Regions from separate parts of the Arachis hypogaea genome. Here region 2 is linked to region 1. Evidence: chromatin contacts called from public Hi-C data. All regions are on one chromosome and are shown on one strand. The core of a region is the stretch at or near the end of the contact, and the rest is flanking DNA. Distances in the headings are between cores, read along the strand shown.

Evidence for each region. Hi-C and Micro-C count contacts between places; a contact is called where the count stands out from the background.
Region 2: a Hi-C map of leaf shows a contact between it and region 1, with 2.3 times the contacts expected there. The contact joins the enhancer-like site here to the promoter of LOC112750576 in region 1. A contact is called at or near these places in 2 of 8 Hi-C or Micro-C datasets (leaf and an unstated tissue).

Annotation. Positions count from the first base shown.
Region 1 is chr15:123,631,339-123,634,834 of arahy.Tifrunner.gnm2.J5K5, forward strand. It overlaps LOC112750576 (tetraketide alpha-pyrone reductase 2), which reads left to right and starts at 1,663. Exons shown (of 7, transcript XM_072216724.1): 1 at 1,663-2,000; 2 at 2,094-2,266; 3 at 3,098-3,283. The coding sequence starts at 1,895.
Region 2 is chr15:124,023,881-124,027,654 of arahy.Tifrunner.gnm2.J5K5, forward strand. LOC112750581 (T-complex protein 1 subunit beta) reads right to left here. Exons shown (of 13, transcript XR_011872213.1): 10 at 3,756-3,774; 11 at 3,275-3,590; 12 at 2,462-2,781; 13 at 1,597-1,893. Among protein-coding and RNA genes, the nearest start is that of LOC112750581, 6.3 kb to the right of the region's middle. Within about 2 kb of position 2,236, at least 1 of the 3 cell types and tissues checked has open chromatin away from gene starts, as enhancers often do.

The sequences.
Region 1 (3,496 bases), core at 413-2,912:
CCACAAATTCTATCTAACTTACTAATTAAGCTTAATAAAAAGCTAGTGTTAGTGGAAACAAGATCAACTAACAACCCAAAACTACCATTCAATGTTGGACATTAATGACTCTAGTATCCTAGTTCTTCAATCCCCAAACCAAGGAATGAAAATCTACTCCATATTCAAAATGAGCATTTCAATAAATACTTAGTGGGCATGGTAATAAAACATAGTGAATTATAAAATTTAATAAAAACTATAGCCAAACGATCAATACTAACAATTCAATCAAGCATATATAAACCTCAAATATCAAATTCATTAATATGAAACTCAAGAATTCACAAGTGCATATACCAACAAAATAACCTTAATTATAAAAAGAATCTAAGTATAGTGCAAAGGAATGAAAGGACGAGAAAATTAAGAACAACTTACAATTGAGACAAGCTAAATTTCAAAATTAAAGTGTAAATTGTATAAACTCTAATAAATCCTAGAAAGAAGTGAGAGTTTCTCTCTCTAAAAAAATTATGAAAATCTAGTCAAAATTTGTAAAATGATCATATGGTAATGTGTTCTTGTTTTTCTCTAAGAGTATGCTTAAAATTGGCTTCAGGGTATCAAAATTGAGCCAAAAGAGGCCTCCAAAATACATAGCACGTGACTTTTTAAATGAGACACGCGCTCAGACCCGTGCGTAAGCACTATTGTGTCGTACGCATACTTGCCAATTTTCCCACTTATACATACACACAAGTGCCAGCTAATTCTTCACACCTGTGCATACGTACCATTATGTGCATACGCACGCATCCGAATGTCCTTCTCCTTTGTTTTTTTATGAATTCTTCTACTTTGCATGCTTTTTCTCCACTCTTCAAAGCCATTCTTGCCTATTGATCCTGAAATCACTTAAACATATCAAGGTATCGAATGGAATAAAAGTAGAATTAATTTGATAATTTAGAGCACAAAAAGCATGTTTTTAACAATTAGGTATAATTGAGAGAGAATTCACAAAAACATATTATTTAAATGAATAAATGCATGTTTATGTGATGAAAACCACTCATTTCAAGCCAAAAATTATTATCAAATGTGGATTCATCAACTGCCAATCTTCTGGCATGAGAGTGGCAGGGTGAGGATGGCGGCCAATAAGAAAGAGAGTTGGTTGGAGATGATGGGCGGTGGCGGGTGAATCATTCCTTTTGGGTAAAATTTTTTTATAATTGATGAATTTGGAACTTGATTCAACAATATAACAATATAAAAAGATAGAGAGAAAGAAAAAGCATTTGGTGCAGAGAATGTTGTTGTTGACAGTGATGGAGGTAGGACTTAAGAGTGAGTAGAGATGGAGTTGAGATAGGAAATAAGGGTAAAATTGGATAAAATAATTTGACTATTAGTTGACTACCAAAAAATTAACAAAAATAAAATTGAAATTTATTTTAAACGTTAAGAATAAAATTGAACATAATTAAATGTAAGGAATAATTTTAAAAAATTTTAAAAACTTTAGAAATAAAAAATTTACTTTATTCATTAATTTATTATTCTATTTAAATAAGTTAAAATTTTAAATTCAATCTTATAAATATAGTAATTTATTGATCAAATAACAAATTTTAAATAAAATTTAAATTTATAATGAATTAATTTTTAAACCAACTAGCTGACAGTTGTGGTGTGACACATCTGTCATAAACCAAATTGGAATCTAAGTGGAATGAAACTCACGTGACTCTCCAACCTTCACAAAGTTGGGCTATGGAGTTCATCTATTCACTTGATCGGTAGACCTAATCCGATACTACATAAGACCAACAAAGATCACAAACTGCTGCTAAAAGTCAAGAGTTACAAAGACAACAGAAAAGAAATCAGATTAAACGATAACAGAGAAATGCCTGAATTCTGCGTGACTGGGGGCACCGGTTTCATCGCAGCTTACCTTATCAAAGCCTTACTAGAAAAGGGTCACACTGTGAGGACCACCGTGAGAAACCCAGGTGACACTTTTAATTCTAAGGATTCACTTGCTTTTTTTATTTTTATTTTATGCTATAGTTTGATTTCTAATATGTTACTTAATATTTGATCAGATGATGTGGAGAAGGTTGGCTTTCTAAGGGAATTGAGTGGAGCTAAAGAGAGATTAAAGATTTTTAAAGCGGATTTATTGGTGGAAGGGAACTTTGATGAGGCAGTGGAAGGGGTTGATGGTGTCTTTCATACAGCATCTCCAGTGCTAGTTCCTTATGATAACAACGTTCAGGTCTCCTTCAATTCCTTCAATATTCTATCTCCTTAAGCTTAATCAACTTTTTGTTCTTTATGGCTAAAACTAAAAAACCAATAATATATCATCTATGTGTAAAAGAACATTAAAAGAGGTTTGGTACAATTTTTTCAAAAATTAAAAAAGAAAATACTTTTTTATATATATAAATTTGTATTTCTAAAACTGGAAGGAAAGGCAAAATATTAATCTCACATTTGTTGTTATTCTTAATATTTAATGAAAAATATAAATTAATAGGTGTATTAACGATACAAGAACCCACTTTTTGGTGTCAAAATATGGATATACCAATGTTTTAATAGTCTATTTTAATTTGCAGAAATATTTGGTAACAAAAAAAGAATTAACCAAAAATAGCTAAAAGTTGTCTCATTTAATATTTATTAATTATTGTTAAAATTAATGAATGTTAAATAAGATAAGTTTTGACTTTTTTGTGTTTCCCTAACATTACCGATTAATTTGTTGGTGGATTGAATTAATGAACTCCATCATAAAAGATCGATTAATTTGTGGAGTTTTTGACACCAAAAAACTAGATTATATTTAAGAATCATTATTGCTCTATTAGTTAGTTGTTATTTGTCTCACCTTTTGTTGAAGGGGTTCATCTGATTATGCACTTACTTATTATGTCTTGGTCACGTTGTTACTTGGAAAATAAGTTGTTTTAACTTCTAAGGTTGGTGAGAATAAAATAAAACTAGGGAAACGTATTATATTCAAACCAAACTCTACTATAAATTTAGGAAGCACAATTTAATTCTTTTGTAAATTCATTTGAAGATTTGAAATATGTTGCAGGCAACTCTAATTGATCCGTGTATAAAAGGAACCGTGAATGTGCTGAATTCCTGCATCAAAGCAAAAGTTAAACGCGTTGTGCTCACCTCATCTTGCTCTTCCATAAGATACCGTTACGATGTGCAGCAAGTATCTCCTCTTAATGAGTCTCATTGGACTGATATAGAATACTGCAAACGCTACAACGTACGTAGTAACATTTGCTACCATTATCGTAACTTTTTTTTTTCCAGTAATTTGTACTAAATTAAACAATACATATATTTAATTATTTAATATTTATATACAAATATATAATAATTAATTTAGTAACTGATTTTTAGTGTGCATATATAACATTTTTTTTAATCAACAGCATATATAGGTTGGCCTGAGTAATCTTGATACTTCGTTCTGAAT
Region 2 (3,774 bases), core at 986-3,485, 390 kb after region 1:
AAAAGTATAGGGACCTAATTGAAAATTTTGCGAAACTATAGGGACCAATAGAGTAATTAAACCTTAAAATTAAGATGAAATATTTCTTTCCAAAACTAATAAACTTTTTTTATCCATCTTCTTATCTACCTCTCTCTCATTCTCTATTTCTCTCTACCCTTCTCACTCTATATATATAACTTATAATTTATATTTTATATTAATAATTTGACAAACTAAAATATGTCACAAAATATTTTTTATTTATAATTAAAATAAAATAAAAAATTTTTTTCCAAAATTAACAAACTCTCTCTCCTTCTTCTTTAATCTTTATCTTTCTCTCTATTTTTTCTCATTTTCTATCTTTCTCTACATTTCAGTTCTACCAAAAATAAAATTAATAAAATAATAATTCAAACAAATTTATAAAATTATAAAAAATACATTAAATTTATATTTAAATATAATTAAAAATATCTCATAATATTATTTTATATAAAAAATATATTATTATATACATACTTTTTTAGTTTTTATATTTAGTTTCAAATTTTCACTATTTATCTTTCTAATTTATATTTTTACTTCTTTTCTTTCAAATATTTATTACATATAATTTGGAGAGAATACTAATGTTGTGATTAATAATTAGAATTAAGATTCAATTGTTTCAAAAAAAATTAATTGAGTTAATTTTATAACTATCAATATAATTTATTTCATACTAAAATCTAACTATATTTTTATATATGTAAAGAGTAAAAATATATATATTTTAAATCATGAGAATAAAAATTAATTTTTTTTATTTGTGCAATAGAATTAACACCTAATCAAATATAAAAGTATAAAATATAAACATTAAATTCTTTCAAGATTTAGATAATGAATGTTAAAATTAATTTTTAATGAAAAATTAAACTCTTTCACATGAAAATAATAACTAAAAAATATTTGATTTTATTTATCTACAGAGATCCTGATTTTTTTAACTGACTAAAACTTTTGTCTCCTACAATTTTTTTATAAAAATAGTTTGATTTTATAAATTTTATTCTGCCAAAATCTATAAAAAAAAAATACTAATTTTTTTTTCAAAGATTGGAGTGAGACTCGAACATATAATCTAAGTGAGTATAAGAAGACTATGCTATTTGAGTTATAATTCATTGGCAAAAATACTAGTTGTTACTAAAGTGTACTCTTCGATATCACATAATTTTAAAATTTAAATGTTTGATGAATTAAAGAAAATGATAGAAAACTGTTGAAATTAAATAGAATAAAATCTTTACAAAATTACATTTAATGATCTACCAACAAGGATTGGTCCGCATGATAAGCAACGCAGGATTAGCTTAAGTAGGTGTCGAGTTCGAAGTCCTGTATATGCAGTTATTCTCGTTAGGAGACTCGCCCACAACATTTAGTTGCACGATTCGAATCGGATCCCAATTAGTCAAGGTGAAACTCCAAAAAAATATATTTAATGCTTTCTCTTCTCCACTTCTTCACTGTCTTTCTCTATTCTACTACTGTTTCTATTGCACTTAATTTATAGTAAAGGGAGTATTGGGTATATTTATATATAATTGAAGGGAAGGAGTGTTTAAATTTTGAGGTTTAAGGTTTATAGTTTAAAATTTAAAATTTCTCTAAGTAGTAAATAGAGAAATGTTGAATACATTCAAATCTCTTTCAAATTTAAGAAGGTTCATTGTTTCTAACAAACTTCACTTTAACAGTGGTGGCTAAATCCTCTCTTTCCTTGATTAATATGATAGGATAATACAATATGTAGTTATGTACTTACCTTAATCTGTATTTAGTGTAATCAACATATTGTGTAAACTTATTCACCATGATCTCAGATCAGCTCCTTGCTTCTACTTCTGCTTCATTACATAAATTCTACGAAAGAAGACATTTTAAAATGAAAAAATTGATAAAATAATAAATTAAAAAATTAATTATTAAATTTATAACTTTTATCTTAATTTAAGAGTGATTAACCTCTGATTTTACTACTTTACCAATCTCTTCACTTTAGAATAGCTTGATTCATATACAACAAGACAACATTGTAGTTTGTTACATGGAACAGTTGGTTCGGGCCTTCTAAGCAAAGGTTCTCAATTTCCTTGAACAGGGCTTTGTTAATTATAATTATAATGGTTGATGGATATTAGGAAACTTGAACAGGAATTCATTTTTTAGCATCGCTGAGGTTCCTCAAAAGTCATAGGAAGCTACGACAAGCTACATCTTGAAACATCAAACCTACTCTTTGACCAAAACAAAAAAGGAACCCACACCAATGTTATTAATAGTAAGCCTAAACTTTTTCGCACAAAAAATAAATGATTAATACGATATCATGAATAAGACAAGTTAAAGGAAAATAAACAGAAGACTAAAATTTTCAAGGATAAAGTAAAAGACAAGGAACTCAAAATTACAAAGTCAACAAGTTTGATACCTAATTGCAGATACCCGAAGTAAATGGTTTCACTTGAGTAATGGCTCAACACAACACCACGTAATCCCCACTTCTCTCTATCCTACAACCAGCCCCAATCAAACGAAACCGTAGAATGTCATAAAATTGGTAATGTATTATGCCAAGCATCTGTTGGATCCTCAGATGATTTTTCACATTCTGTCTTCTCTCCTCCTTGGAGCACAACTGATGATCTCATCAACTCTAAGTATCATCTCAGCTGCTTCGGTTGCAGATAGCAATACAGCCTGCTTAACTTTAAACGCCTCACATATTCCGCGTGCAGCCATGTCTCCAACCTTCAAGAAATACAACATAGATCAAATTACGTTAACCAATAAGAAATACAAAAGGATGCAAATCAAGCTAGCAGCCTGCAGATGTTTTTCTACGAATACAACTTTGGTATGGTCCAGCTCTCATACCCATGTTATGTATACATAAGTTATTGAAAAGCGAAAATCTTAACGCAATTAGCATACCCGAAGATAGATATTTCTTTACAACTGGAAATTTAAATGTGACACGTTTTAATACCAAACTATCAAATTGATATAAACTGGGGCAATCAGAATTCTATCCGTATCAGTATAAAATGACAAGGGGAGATATTATAAATTTTACAATCAAGTCAAATAATTTCTAAGATATACTAGCATGTGTGCATCTTGTAGCAACTGACCCAAGAGAAAAAGAATGACATGATGCTATCATACAATATAATGAGCAATTAAAAAATGGTGCTAATGGAAATAAATATCAGGTATATAAAATTTTAGTTTCAGTACTTACGGAACCAGAGATAACATCAATTCCTGCAGTGCATCCCTCGCTCTGGTGCTCTGCCCGGAGCTGAGAGATCAACTCAGCACTGTCCAAACCAGCATTATCAGCAATGATTGTTGGGATAGCCAAGAGTGCTCGAGAGAACGCCTCAATAGCAAGAGACTTCTTTCCAGGAGTTTTCCTGGCCAGTTCATCAATTTCCTTTGCCATCACCATCTCCGGCCATCCACCTCCAAGCAGCACCCTGCTGTCATTCACAGTCTGAGACAGCACACACAAGGCATCATGCAATGACCTCTCAGCCTCATCGAGAACATGGTGGCTGCCATAGAAGTAGATATATCAGAGTTCGAGCATAAATCAAATAAAAAATTCATTCTTGTTAGAAAACAGATGTCTGCTCATATGCATATAGTTTAGAAACTACTATGGGCTTGTGGTCATGAACATCAATCAGGAACTTTAAAATAACAAGAGTAAGAAGTACCTAGCTCCTCTCAAAACTA